Linked DNA regions of Sus scrofa: region 2 is linked to region 1. The links are chromatin contacts, called in public Hi-C maps. All regions are on one chromosome and are shown on one strand. The core of a region is the stretch at or near the end of the contact, and the rest is flanking DNA. Distances in the headings are between cores, read along the strand shown.

The links. Hi-C and Micro-C count contacts between places; a contact is called where the count stands out from the background.
Region 2: a contact with region 1 is called in a Hi-C map of omental adipose tissue, with 2.1 times the contacts expected there. The contact joins two enhancer-like sites. A contact is called at or near these places in 3 of 47 Hi-C or Micro-C datasets (embryonic fibroblasts, omental adipose tissue and subcutaneous adipose tissue).

The regions. Positions count from the first base shown.
Region 1 is chr6:8,016,289-8,023,744 of Sscrofa11.1, forward strand. The region is part of intron 3 of LOC106510465; the gene reads left to right. Among named protein-coding and RNA genes, the nearest start is that of DYNLRB2, 360 kb to the left of the region's middle. Within about 2 kb of position 4,568, at least 3 of the 83 cell types and tissues checked have an H3K27ac peak or open chromatin away from gene starts, as enhancers often do. A contact at or near this core is called in omental adipose tissue, where this site is marked.
Region 2 is chr6:9,520,499-9,527,954 of Sscrofa11.1, forward strand. All of the region lies in intron 8 of WWOX (WW domain-containing oxidoreductase), which reads right to left. Among named protein-coding and RNA genes, the nearest start is that of WWOX, 350 kb to the right of the region's middle. Within about 2 kb of position 4,728, at least 4 of the 83 cell types and tissues checked have an H3K27ac peak or open chromatin away from gene starts, as enhancers often do. A contact at or near this core is called in omental adipose tissue, where this site is marked.

The DNA.
Region 1 (7,456 bases), core at 3,318-5,817:
ACAGATGACAGCCTCTCTAAAGCTACCCGGTTTGTGACGTGCCTCCCTGAGCCCCAGGGCACGGAGCCATTCCTTCCAGCTCGTGATGGAGCTGAAGCTGTACCCCACAGCCACAGGTGGTAACAATGCCCCCAACCCAGAACCATCTCCACCGAGGGCCATGGGCCTTCTCAGCAGGAGAGGTCAAGGTGACCCCAGGAAGGAAGGCTTCTTGCAGGCTATGGGATTTGAACTTGGTCTTGAAGGGTATGAAGGTTTCGATGGATAGAAAGAAGGAAACTTAACCTGAAGCCTCTAGTCATTTCTAGCTCTTTAATGAGGAGCTTTAACCCCCATTCTTGAAGGTCTGTCGCCCACTGGTGCCGTATCTAGCTGTCGGTGGTTCTTGGTGGGAAGCGTGCTACACTGAGCCGGTTCCTGGTAGGATCCCTGTGTATAAGCATAGACGTGACTCCAGTAGCTACGGGTTGCTGAGCGCTCACTCCGCACTTTCCCCGCCTGGCCTCATTAATGCTCACGGGAGCCCTGCTATAAATTGCAGGTGGGAAAACTGAGGCTCTGAAAGACCCCCTAAGACAATGCGTATGTGTTAGAGCTATAAGTGGAACCCAGGCCAGTCAGCTCCGACGTCTGTGACAGGAAGCCTTGGATGCTGCCTTGTGGGATTATTGTCAGTGCCCCTTCCCACCTATTACTCATCTGTTCTCCTCACACCTGGTGAGAGAATCAGGACCCTCCTTATCCTGGATCCATTTTCTGGATGACAACAGTGAGGTCCTGAGATGGATTCATTGACTCAGCAAGTATCTGAGTGTTGGATGAATAAATACAATGCCACATGGCCCCTCGCGGAGGCGTTGTCCATACTCATGGAGCTCTCAAAATGGACTTGATTGCAGAGCCGGGAGGCTCTGGGGTCTTTGGGGGGAGACTAGTGCCTTAGTCCTGCAGCCTTCCATTCACTCCCACTGTCAGTGTGGAAACCTTATCTTCAAGAGGAGAGACCTCGGAGCAAACCCCTGTGTCTCTGGGCCTCCCTCTCTCTCTAAAAAATGACAATGCTGAATTCAGCTATTTCCAAAGTCTCCAATGCTCTAAGGTGACTCTGTGTCACCCCATCAAAAGATACAGTTCCTTGTAACAGGGCGGCAGGATGCATCACACAATGAAAGATGAGGTGAGAGAAGCCTTGCCACCCGTCCGGCTTACTTCGTATGCAGGTCAAAACAGGTGAAACTCACCTGTGGAGACAAAAGTCAGGATCCTGGTCACTCTGGGAGGGGATGGGGCCTGGGAGATAAGAGGGTGCTTCCAGGAGGGTGGTTGTGCTCCGTGCGTGGACCCGAATGCCGATTCCACAGGTTGTTGGCTGTGTGATGTTCTGTCTACCTGTATGCTTAGGAATTGGGGCACTTTTCTTTAAATATTATGAAAAAAAAATTCAGGCAGCATCAAAAGAGAGTGACATGGTGGGACATGTTCCTGATGGGTGTCGGGGAGAGGGCAGGGGCTCCAGACTGACTTTGTGACTAGGGCGACTCCCCTCTCTGAGCAGTAGGGGGTCGCCAGGGACCACCGCAGCATTTGACAAAAGGGTAGTGAACGCGGAAGGGGCAGTGCAGGCCCTGCCTCCATTTCCCCCGAGCCCGGAGCCCGGAGCCCTGTGAGGGAGCACGCTCTGCTCTCGCAAGCACTCAACAGGTGGCAGTCTTCCCCCAGCCTCGGCAAGCTGCGGGTGCCAGCGGGGCTGCCTTTTCCCGGCAGCCTTAGCCGGGATGCTCCTCTCCAGAGAAGGTCTTTCCCTTCCCCGGAGGAGGGTCTTCTGCCAGGGCTCCCAACTCTAATATCCTGCGCCTGGCCACCCTACCAGGGCTCCCAGGATCCCCAGGAGGAGCCGGGGACTCTGCCCCTTGGTCCCCTCCTTTATGGAGAAACTCTCCAGGGGCCCCTCTGCCGGCCTCAGCTGGTGGGGGGTCCCAGACCTCGCTCAGGGAGGCTCCTCCTTCTGCAGGGCGGGCTCCGAAAACAAGAGGCAGAAATTTCTGGGAACTGGGGTGACGGCTCCAACAGAGAAAGGAGTATGAATATTTCATTAAGGTGGTTCAAGTTATCAAACAACATGACAAAACCAAATGTGTTGGCAGGAATCTGAGAAGCACATTAACATGGGTAAAAATAGTGGAAAAAGAGGCCCAGAGTGGGGACAGCCTCAGGGCGAGCCCCCGAGGGGTGCTGAGCAGAGGGCCCAGTTCTGCCAGCCCCTCCAGGGTGGCCTGAAGTGCTCCCCCCACTCCCCCCACTCCAAACACATTCCAGAGCGGGGCTCAGAAATGGCAGGACCTGGGGAGGGGGGTCTTTCCCCACCTCAGGGACTCTGGCTTTTGAGTCTGGGGGTTCCAGAAGCTGAGGGGCTCTTAGGCACTGCTCCCCTGGTCTGAGGGGCACAAGAGGCTGAAAGAGGCTTTGCACCCAGAGCTACCCCAGGAGGCGGCCCTTGAGTCTCCCAAGTCCGAGCAGGGGATCAAGGTCAGACGTACTGAGACCTGTTTGTCACCGTGAGGATGGGCTCCACGTGGGGTCCCCTGCCACCTCTGGACCACCACCAGGCCAGCTGTTTCCCAGGCCTTTCCCTGACGTGTCCCCTCTGGCTGAAGGACAGGAGCACACAAAGGCCCCTTTGTTCAGCTTCCACCGAAAGCTCTTAAGACATCTTGCCTCTGTATCTTGTGTGTCTCCCTTCATACAACTCAAGGCCACTTGTGTAGAGACTACTTGTGTGTAATTTCTGTATGAAATAGTAACATAGCCACATGCATTGAACTTAGCACTCTGCATATTTAATTTCTCATAAAGCTCTGATGTAGATAATATTATTATCCCCATTGACAGACTAGGACATTGAGGCTTAGAGCGGTTCCTCTCCAAAGGCACGCTGCTTGTAGATGTCAGAGAGGAATTGGGGTGTACGTTCCTTTGACTCCAGAGTCCTCCTCAAGCCGCCTTGGCTGGAGAATGTGTCAAAACCCTGTGGTTCCCAATTCCCTGACCGTCCTAGAGAGAAGCATGGGGCAGGGGACCTCCTGAAGAAGCCACAAAGTGAGGCCATGGGAGCAGGAGAAAACCAGGTGGTTTCTGAAGTTGGCTATTCGTGTGAGGCACTCGGCAGACCGCTCATCTGCCTAGAGCCTCAGGTTTCTCTAGTTGCTGTGAAAACCGACTAAAGAAGAATCAGTGTTGTGCCAGGCCTGGTGTCTGGCTCACAACTGGTGCTCAGTACACGGTAGAGCCGCATGTTGCTTCCTCGGCCCAGCTCCCCACGGTTCTCGACAGGGTTATTTCTTATGCCCAGGAAGAGTTTCTTCAGAGAGGCTGTGACTGGTGACTCCAAACCCAAGTTCTGTGTCACTCGGATGTTCTTTGCCTGCACCTCGAACTCCTCCTGTCTCAGCACTTTCCACATTGCTCTGTAGATTGTTTACTTACCCACATATCTCTCCTCAGCTGAGGACTTGATGTGGCAGGAAGTGTGTCCAGCTGGTTCACTGTGGAAAATCAAGGTATCATCTAAGAGCCTAAAATGCTAAAGTGATTGATGGGTATCTGTTGCTGTGTAGACGTATTGATGGATGGATGGGAAGGTGGATGGATGGATGAGTGGGATGGAGGGAGTGAGGGATGGATAGAAGGACGGATGGATAGGTAGATGAAAGGAGGACTCATGGGGAGAGGGATGGATGGATGGAAGGATGGGTGAGTGGGTGGGAGGACTAAGGGTTCAGTGGAAGGCTGGGTGAGTGGATAGATGGAAGAATGGACCAAGGTGTAGAGGGGTGGATGGGTGGTTGGATGGATGGATGAGTGGATAGAAGGACTAATGGATGGGTGGACGGGTGAATGGATGGGAGGTTCAGTGTGAGGGTGGATGGACTGCTGGGTGAGCTGGATGAATCATTTGATGTACAGATAGCTGAAGTACCTTGGATTATAACATTCCATCACGTGCACACGCACTGGTGTTTTCAGGAACACTGTCCTGTTGACTCTTGACTTTTCGGCTTTTACCTTCCTGAGACAGGTAGGAGCATTTCCCAAGGATGGCCCTGCCCCAGTAGAAAAGGGCTACTGTCCAGCCCTTACCTCCCTGGGCAGGGCCAACCTTGGGTATTTCCTAAACCTTCTGTTCCTTCACAAACTTACAGAAAGAAAGTTTTGAATATTTCTTTTTGGTAAGAATCGATGCCAAACTCTGTCACACATTGCCGCAAGCTTTCCTCCAGTCTGGAAAAGGGGCTGCTTAGGATTTCTGGAATCTTAAATTCCGCCTTTTTTGGTGTCTATGGGAAGGCGGGAGACTGAGAGCAGCTGACGATCAGGTTGCTGATTGCTCCACTGACCAGGAGACATCCCCACGGCCCTGCACTGCATGCTGGGTACGTGGGGGCTGCGGTGCTGGAGTCTGGGTCTCGGCAGTGCCGGGGTCCCAGCGGGGAGAGATCGGGGCTCAGGGAGAAGTGAGGGAGGGCAGGGCCAGTGGAACACTCTCAAGATAATCTGCTGCTCTTATCTCGACAGTACGTTTCCCCAACATGCATACTCAATGTACTTGAACTTGCAACCTTGGCAGCAAAATAACAGCTTTAATCTTTTGGGCCCCACGGGAGGCAGATTTTGGTTTGGAGAAGGCTTGGCGGGCGACCCATCCTGGGCTGGATCTCAGAGACCAAGCTGTGTCCTTCTCACCTCCTTTTCTCCTCCATGGCACTCGTCCTCACTCCTGAACCTCTCACTCAGGGGTCTCTCTCCCCCCACCCCCACACCCCCAGAAAGCTCTCAAAGTGGAATCAGATCAGTGCAGATCCACAGAGGTATGAAGGCCCGAAAAAGCTCTCGGCCACACCAGTGATTGGAATCATTCCTGGGGTCTGAAATTCCCATTTGCATTTGGCCAAAGAAATTCATATCTTAGATTCCCCAAGAAAGGAGGGGGTGGAGGTGGCCTGTCCAGAACTATTGCGTTTACTCCCTGTGGGAAAGAGAAACAGGATAAAATGAAGGGTGGAAGGAAGAGAGGGGAGCCAAGGAGGAAGGGAAGAAGGGATATTTGAAAGGACGGGCGGAAAGAAGAGCGGGCATGGCGTGTGATGTTTAGGGAGCATCTGTGTCAGTCAGGGTCTGAGCACATGTTCAGACGTCTTCTCTGATGTCCACAGCAGTCCGGCCAGGCACATTGGTTGACGCACGTTTGCTAGATGAGGGAAACGAGGCCCAGCAAAGTCAGCTCAAGTCAAGCCCAGCCTGAGGTCACACAGCAGCTGGAATTGGCTGCCTCCTGTCTCTCCCTCTTGTCTCTCCCTTTTGCTGTGATGAGGTGGCCAAGCATGGCCTGCTGAGGGGTCAGTGGGACAGCATGTCACTGTTAGGCGGTGACCAGGGCCTCTTTTTTGAGGTGACTCCTCCTTCTGAAACTCAGATGCTGAAATTGTCAGGCCTTAGAACCCACCACCTGGAGACGGCGGCCCAGTGAGAGGAAAGCTCTCGTCCAGGGACCTGCAGTTGTGTGAGGCAAGAGCTGGGCCCTGGTCTGTAGCCTCTGGAAGCCCAGCATGGCTGTGCGGGGCCTGATTGGAGGCTCCAACTCCGTTCTTGTGTGGAAGTAACCCAGGAGAACGAGATGGAGGGTGTGAGGTGATGACTTCCAGGCAGCCACCTTCACATAGCTTCTCTGTGATGGGGGATCGCTGTGGTATTCCTTTCAGATACCGCTGCGTGGTCCAGAACGTCACCTCATCCTTTCGGTCTATTAGACTATTTTGCAGACATTACTAGAAAGCATTCTGAAGCTATCAGCTGTATGCAGTGACCTTCGGCTTCAGAGGGAAGTTCATGGGCATGTTACTTTGACCTCCATAGATTGAGGTTGGTCCTAGGGGCTGATAGGGATTCCAGGAAAAGAAGGCTGATAAGGTGTAGGGAGAAAGACACCTGGAGTCAGGAGGCTTGACTGGTTGGTGCTCACGCTTTGACTAAACTTCCTGCTGACAGTCTTCTCATTTTTTAAAGCAAATGAAGATGGTACACCCAGGCTTTCCCGGAGCCTTCTTTCACCCAGTGCTCGTAACGGTGGCTCTGAGCAAGGGTCTCGCCCGTGGGGGGCCTTTGGATTGTCCCCTTCGATGGGAATAAAACCCAGTTCCTTAGAGTGGTCTGTGGGGCCACTTCTCAGACCCTTGATCCTCCAACCTCTCCTGCCCCCCCATCCCTCTCAGGTCCTCAGAGCATCATGCGGCCCCTTCTGCGGGCGCCCGTCCTGGGACGCCATCGACACCCCCCTTTTCAGGCCCACTTCCTCCTCTGCCTTGGTCTCGTCCCTATTGTAATTTCCCCAGGAGAGCATTTATTGAGCCTCACATGCGTGTCTCCTTCTGTGTGTGTCTTCTCTCCCTCAGAACTCCCCTAATCATACTTTTATTTATGAATTACCTTAAAGAACAAACAACAAAAAAACCCCTTAATGGGAAACACCATCAGCTTTGGGATCGCGTTGGGTGATGCTGGTCATTGTATTCCTACACTGAGAATGAATATGTGATAGAGTCACACCCGTGTGTGTTTGTATGAATGAACTGATGGAGAGAGGGATACAGAGGGAGAGCTGGAGGGGGGCAAAGATGATCCCCAGATGTGGCTGACTTTTCTCCTCCAGGAAGACCTTATAGTCAGTTACTGGCGGACTGGCCGGACGTGATCCCGTTAATACAGCTCCTTTGAATTCCTTCTAATTTCCCAGTTTCTCATGGAAGCCCTGAAAGGAGATTCCATGCTCTCTGGACTCTGGCCATCGGTGTTCATCCCCCAGTCTGCTGCCCATCCCCCATTCTTTTATTACCTACTTTCTTGATCAAACTGTAAACCAACAAGAGATGGTTCGGCAATCATTAACAGCTCTTCCTGGAAAAGGACTAGACACATAATTGTACCTTCTACAACATTCACCCGGACCACTGTTCCCCCCCCGTGGCCACGCATGTCCCCTGGAGCTGGACGAGTCACAAACAAGGCTCACAGCAGAGCAGGAGGGAGCAAGAAGAGAAAGATCCAGAAAACAATTCCCTCGTTATAAAGTTGCTGAGAAGCTTAAGGCTGCTGCATTTCGGTTGGCTGCTAAGTGAATATGTAACTACTTTATATATTTCAACAAAATTAAACTTAAACCTACAGAATTAGGTTTATTAATTTCTGTCAGGGCTCAATGGGGGAATAAGAATGGCCATTCATTATGGACACACAATTACTGGAGACAAAAATGAAGCCTAGCTCTATTAAGTATAATAAAAATGTTGAACACTGAGGAAATTTTCATTAAATATAATCTATCCTTTATATTACTACACTTAATCCTTGCTGTCTGCTTCTCTGTTTTTCTCCAACCTATTTAATTTTATTACTTAACTTTTTA
Region 2 (7,456 bases), core at 3,478-5,977, 1.5 Mb after region 1:
GAGCCCTAGGCACTTCTGCCATCCAGGGCAGACAAGCTCAGGAGCGCAGATGAAGACCGTCAGGGGTCGTAAAATCACTGGGAAGAACTGCGCTTGGATTATTTCACAACGTTGTTTCGAATATAATTTATTTAATGGTAAGTTTGTGTAACTCAAGTTTTAACAGTGTGTGTTTAACAACTGGGTGGCAAAATTCTTGCCAGCTCCACCTCACAGCTGAGTCCCAGGTCATCCGGAGCGGGAGGGCTTCACCTTGAGCTGCCAACGGCGCCAACTGTGCACGAGTGTATGAGCATGGGCGCATGTGTGCATGGGGAAAGCACACATGTGTACACACACACACCAGATTCTGCTGGTAAAACCACCTCCTTGTGTTGCTCAAGAGGGAGGTGGTTTTGAGCACAGCTGGGGGATCCACGATCACAACATAACAGCAGCAGATAATGAAATATCCGTGCTCCTGGAAAGGGTGGTGGGTTTGACAAAGACAAAGGAGGTGGAAGGAATACCATTCGCCCCTGCTGCCTGGGAACCAAAGCAAGGGGATGGCTCCATGGAGGGAGACCTGACACAGGGAAGGCATGAACCAGCACCCACCCAGCATCCCCGCCTCAGTCCACCAACTCGACTCCCACCCAGCATGCCCACGCCCATCCAGCACCCCTGCCCCTGCCCAGCATCCCTGGCTCCTGCTCCTGATTAAGCAAGGTGGGATGCAGAAACATCAGTCAAGATGGGACAGCCAGACGGTGCTTCCCCCGCTACATATTATAATTCAGATGTCTTCGCAAACAGTCCAGGGCATGAATCAAGAAGCACAGTGCTGATTTGGCTGGAGACAGCCCCAAGACACTTCTCAAAGGGTGGCGGGGGTGGGGACAGTACGTGGGTGACATTGATGCTGCCTGCTGTTTCTTCAAGGATAAGATGCCTGACAGGACATGCTGTGGGCTTCTCCACATGTCTTTTCAAAACATAAAAACACAGACGGCTTTTTTATGGACAAACCGGACTACAAGTACTCCAAAGTGTTCCCTAGAAATGCCAGAGCTGTAAAATATCTGTGAGATATAAAATAGAGCATCCTACAGCTTGTCAGTAACCCGGTTTTGTTTGTTTCCCTTTTCCTTTTTATTTTTATCCCCGAGGGTCAGTTGCTGAAAATAAACATCGATGTTTCCTAGGCACGATTTACATTTCGAATGTGAAATCTAATCTGCGGTGCTTGGCCAGAAAGAAACATTTATATTTATGTATCGCTGTTAATCTTGCCTTTAAAGACGGGGTCGACACACAGAGATGGCTTGCACCGTCTCTGCCACATACCCCACGTTCTGACTCTCCCTCCTCTGCTCTCCGGCTCGCTGTTGGCGGAACACGAGAGCACTCTCAGGGCTAACATTTTATTCCAGATAACACTGCCCTTGCTAGAAAGATCCCGCTTCTCCAGTGTTTACAACAACAGCGCAGATTAGAAGGGACTGGCCTGAAGCAAGTGGGGCTTGGCATGAGGCAGGCCTGGGTAAGACACGTTCCTCGCAGAACATCGACGCCGCCCCCGCCCGGCAGCGCAGCAGCCCGGCAGCCAGGCATCAGGCAGGTGCGGGAGAGGGGAAGGCGGCCTCCAGCCTGTGCATCACCACTGGGCAGGCGGTGTACCTGGAGCATTCCGGCTCTGCCATCTGGGGGTGGCGGGCATCTAAAAGGAGGCGGCTCAGGCTCTTTCCTTTTGCCTTTCTCCTTCTCTTGGGTGAGAAGACAGTGCCAGGCTCACACGAGCGCCACTCCTCATCTGAGAGCGGGGCCAAGGCCCTGGGCGCCCTGGCTTCGGAGGCGGGCGCGCCGTAGAGAGTGCGCATGTGGGGGCGCAGGCAGCGCGGCCTTTACGTCTCCGGGGCGGGCGGGGGCCCCGAGTTCTATTTGGAGGAATGTCCCAGCCTTTGGTGTCGTCTTCTCATGTCCACAGGAGCCACTCCCTCCACACGTGAAGCCCATGGCCTCCCTTCCTGGGCAGCCCCTGCTTGGCGAGGGGACTGTCTTCGGGGCACAGGGCCGATCCGATGTCCAGCAGGAAGGCCCGGGCATGCGGGGTGGGGGTAGGGGGTCTGCAAGGGCCCTTCGCCCTGGATCCCGTCTCTCCCCTGGAGCTCGGCCAAGGAAACGCTGTGCACGGAGCCAAGCGCCGGCTTTTCCCTCCTCCCCCCCAACCCCCGGTCCCCAGGGTCCTCTCCACCCACTCTGTACAAAATCAGTTCATCTGGGTCACTGTTAAGGCCCAGCGCCCGGGCCAGCTGGAAGGAGTTGCCTCTTTTGGGCCAAACGCGTGGAGTTTCTTCCAGCCTCAAGCTAAGGCGTTCCGTGTACCAGGACAGCACCGAGATGCGGCCAGGGCTGGAGGAGCATCTGCCAGCCAGACTGGCCTGCAGTCTCCAGGCTGGGAGCGAGCCGGAAGCCTCAGTTTCTGGTGAGGCTCCTTGGCCGGGAGAGGCTGGGCCTGGGGATTCCAGTTCTCTGAAACCCAGGAGGAACTGAGGTTCCGGTGTGGGGCCAGGCTGTCCTGCTTGCCAGGGCCAAATCTGGGTCCTAGCCCAGGAAAAAAAAAAAAAAAAAAAAAAAGATGATTTTCATAGAGAAACAGATTCGCTTTATTTGCTTTGGTTTCTTCCAACTCAGAAGTGACCTGAGTACTGCTGGGAGGGCCCTGGGGGGGGGGGGGGGAGGACCCTGACTTTATTCTCAAAACTAGGCTGGTTAAATAAGGCATTGTCAGGCCAGAAGCTGCCTGGACTCTTGGCAAGTGTATTAACTCAGTATGAAATAATATAAACAGAAAAGAACAATATTCCCTGTTTTCTCACTCCAGGCATTTGAGAGGCTGGGAATCAGTATTCATTTGGAATGGGCCAAGATCTTTGAAAAATAAGTTTTGTGGACTTAAAAGATCTTTCGACTTGAAGTTCTGAAGTGTGGGGGCTGCCTCGTGTGAAGGTTCCAAATGGCATCTATTGTGCTTTGGGGACTCGGAAACACTCAAGAATAAAAGTCCTTCGTGGCGGGAATGGATTGAAATATACCATGTGTCTCTTTTGAGGCATGAAAACATACACATAACCAGATACAAAAACACACACATTTATACATTCTTCTGGGGGCCCCGTAACTCTTCCCAGTTATTCTTCATGTTGATTCATGTCTGTTTGGTTTCTAAACTGTTCAGTTTAAGACCTCGAATTGAGATGGTCTAGAAAGTAAAAAATCCAGCTGTGCTTGCTGCAGAGGCCCCCAGCGTGAACACACAGGCTCGGACGTGGAGGGGGTGTTTCAGGGAGTGGGGGACCCCGCCAGCCCCAGGCAAGCCTCACTCCTGCCACGTGGAAACTAGAATTGATTCTTCAATTCTCCCCGACTCCCAGAGATGTTCTGTGCAGGAGCTGAGTCCTGGTTCATACATTCTGGGTGCAGGAGGAAGAAGAGAGAGAGAGAGAGCATTGCTGAAATACTGCCACTCCGATCCCCACTCCTGGGACCAGGCAGGCTTTTGAACATTTACAAAACAATGAATCAGCACACATCTTCCAGGCCAGATGAGCCTGGGGAGAAAAGTGTGAAGAGGAACTGGGAGAAATACTTGAAATTGTGGACAGAGACACTTTAAAAAGCCAAAATGGAGAAATGCATTCCATCCAAGAGAACCACCATCTTGCTGAAAATTACTGGCTCGTAAGATAATTTACTTTACATTGGTTAATCTTAGAGAGTACGTTTTTCCTAGGATTTTCCTAAAGGAAGACAATCTCCTTGAGTTCCCTGTTTTTAAACTTGTCCCCTCCCTTTTGGGGATATTTGACTCTCTAGACTCTCCAGAGAGCCGTTTCCTCATACATCCTAGAGAATATACGATTTCATTTTTCCACACATGCATTTCTATACACCTGGAATTTCAGTTATTTATTAACCATGCCTAGTTTTGTGGTTTCTAGCTTTATATCTTTAAAGTCATTAAAACTTAATAGGAGAATTAATCATAAAAGAAATCTATCAAACACAGTTGCCAAGCACTTTTTTTCCCCCCGCTGACTGACATCTTTAAAATGTATTTGAATGTTATTTATTTCATCACACCCAGGGAATAAAAAAAAAATAACTTGCAGCTTCCAAGTTCAGAGAAAGCATAAAAATGTGATTTACTACTTATTGTACAGTTAGGCACATGCATATTATATACTGCATGTTAATCTTCGACTGGCTAAGTTTAGCAAATTTGACAACACTACCGTTTGCTAGTAAGGAAAAAGAATCGACATCTGTTCTCTCCCAGATATGGCTCCTTCTTGGAAGGAATCAGAAATATGCCCAGGCCTTCTATTTCCTGGGTAAACTGATAGAATGTGGGCTGTTTAAATGGACAGTCAAACCACAATGCCCCCTGGTGGTGAAATAGTGCATACACATGTGTTAGCGTCTGCACAGGGAATATTTTCGAGAGAAACTTAATTTTTTAATAATGTGGAAATTTTCTGGTAGCTTTCAAATTGCAAATGCAAAAATCGTGGAGCACTGATAGCCCTTTAAGTGGAAAATAAATATTCACTATACTGGTAGTGAAATTAGAGGCATATTTAGTTTCTCCTAAATCACCTAGATCAAAGTTGCTTTGTTTCGATTTTTACAAAAAGGGATGATGTTTTAATCCACACTGAAGACTTGGAGTATCGGGAAAAATCAGAATTAGAGCACAGGTAGTTTTTCAACTCAATTTACAAAAGTGAAGCTGTCAGCAGATACTTCCGGGTAGACCTATGGGTCTGTTAGCTTATTGTCACTCCAGTTAAAATGGAGTGAGAGCAGATTCCAGATTTTGCCAGCGGATGGAAGACTCCATCTTCCCATCATGCTCTCAGCATGCACCTCTGATAAGCAGCTTAAAGGGAACTTCCTCGGGTCAGACATAAATAGTGATTCTCAGGTTCCCTTAATCCAGACACACATTGCTTCTGAGTGAGGCCTCATAAATCTCAAAACCAGTCAGCGACACAGGCAAGACGACACTGTTAGAAGGTGCAAATACATTCAATAGCCACGGCGTGGACTCATTCATCACACAAACAATACTGATGTCTTGTAGGGATCCAGGGACATGGCACCACCTCTCTCGCAAAGTGCGTGATCTCTAGAAGCAGGAGGCCTAGGAGAGGAGCTGTGAGTGCTTTCCTTCTTCTCAAGAGCTGAGCCACTCACAGTCCGAGGACAACCAGCAGGCGCACAGGGTCCCCCAGGTCTCCTGGCCCCTGACCCAGAGCTGTCCACTTTGGAATAATGACTTATCTCTGATGCCAAACATTTTAAGACACTTCCCTAATGGCTGAGGCGATACTGCTTAGGACATGCTGTAAAAAAACAGTGCAATGGAAAGATAATCCACTCTAAGACATGTACACAGATTCTCAGAGCAGCATGATTCCTAACAGCCAGAAACTGCAAACAGTTCAGATGCTCGTCAGGTGATGAATGGATGCACTGAATGTGGTACACCCACACGAAGGAATATTATGAAGTCATAAAAAGAAACAAAGTACGGGAATTCTTCTATGGTACAGCGGGTTGAGGATCTGGTGTTGTCACGGCAGAGGCTTGGGTCGATGCTACAGCACAAGTTCAATCCCTGGCCTGGGCTCTTCCACGGGCAGAGCCAAAAAAGAAAAGAAAAGAGAAAAAGAGAAAACCGCAAAGCACTGATATATGTTACAACCGGGATGAGCCTTGATAACATTCTGCTAAGTGAAAGAAGCCGGATACAAAAGACCACATGTTGCACCATCGGTTTATAGGGAATGTCCAGAACCAGCAAATCCACTAATAGAGAAAGCAGGCCAGTGGTTGCCCAGGGCTGGGAGAAGGGGTAACTGAGGTGAGGGCCAAGGAGTGTGGACCTGCTGGGGCTAATAAACATATTCTAAAACTGATGGCAGTGATACACGCACAACTCTGTAAATACACCAAAAAACACTGAATTGTACATTTTAAATGAATGAATTATATGGTGAGTGCATTATGTGTGGATGAAGCTGCTTCTGTCTGTTTTGTTTTTTTTTAAAAAAAAAAAAAAAGGCTGCTGAGGGCAGGCACACCCTGTAAAGGTCCAGAGACCTGAGAAGTGACCAGGAGAAGGAAGACAAGGAAACAGTAAACGCCCCCAGAGAAGCGATGCCCGCCAAGCCTGGCTCAGGCTGGAAGTCCACTCTCCCTTTTGTCCAAGGGGATGCGGCCCAGCTCCAACACCCCCAGAAACCTTCTACCCAAAACTCGAGGAAGAAGTCTCTCTCCATCCAGATCACGAAATCTAAAGATGGGGGCACTTCGGGGTTTTCGGCCCACACCGCCCACTTCCCCTACAAAACCCATCATCCTCGCCCACCAGAGATCTGGATTCAATTAGCCTGGAGCGTCACTCTTTTGAAAGAATTTCCCAGGTGATCCGCGGGTCCAGCTGAAGCAGGAGATCCCTGTTTGGGAGAGAGCCAGCAAGAAAGCCAGGGCACAATGGGAAGGAAAGCTGGGCACAGTGGCAGCCTGCATGGCTTTTTGTACCAAGTCTTTACTGTGGATTTCTTCCCCATCTCCCACGTATGTTTCAAAAAAAAAAAAAAAAAAAAACAAACCCTCTGTGCAGCTGTGGCAGGCGGAGTCGTGGTCAGCCTGCCCGCCCCACCAGCATCTGATCATTTTCACAAATAACACCAAAATGTTTACACAAACAAAGATATCCAAACCAGCTTGCCTGCTTTTTCATAACAGGCAGGCACTCTTCCAAAAATGGTTTCATTATACCAAAAAAAAAGGTCCGTGCAGAAGGAAGGGTGCTTGTGTTCCAAGTTCAGATTTCTGTGGGCAGTAACTGAGAACTTCAATCGCTGGTACCCAGCTGACCCTCTGTCCGGCCCGACATTCTTCGCTGTTGAAGACTTGAGGATAAAAGCCTCCCGCATCTGACCCAGCAAGGCTGTGCCCGCTGCCCCGGCTGGGATTGAGTCCAAGCTAAACATCAGCGAACCTGAGCGTGGTGCAGCACTGCTCGATGCCCAGAGAGAGAAACACGCTGGCTTTGAATTCCTTCTCTTGGAACTTCTTTGAGCCAGGAACTATCAACTCGTCGCAGGTGTGGCGTCAGGGGTTGTCCAGAGTGTTCTCTCTGGGCCTGTACTGATCAATGACAATTTTGGAAAACACTGCCTGTGTAATTCACCATGGAAAAAAAGCTTTGGGATTGAAGGATGTGACTGGAGCTTCTAACACAAACGTCCACGTGTTCCCCAAAAAAGCCAGTCCAGCTGGAAGGCGGCTGGGAAAAAATCACAAGAACACCCGAAATGAGCCCCCCGTCTTGTAAGGGAGAGTGAGGCATCTGCCCACTCCTGTCACTACACAAATGCTCAGGGGTCTCCAGCAGCGCACGCCT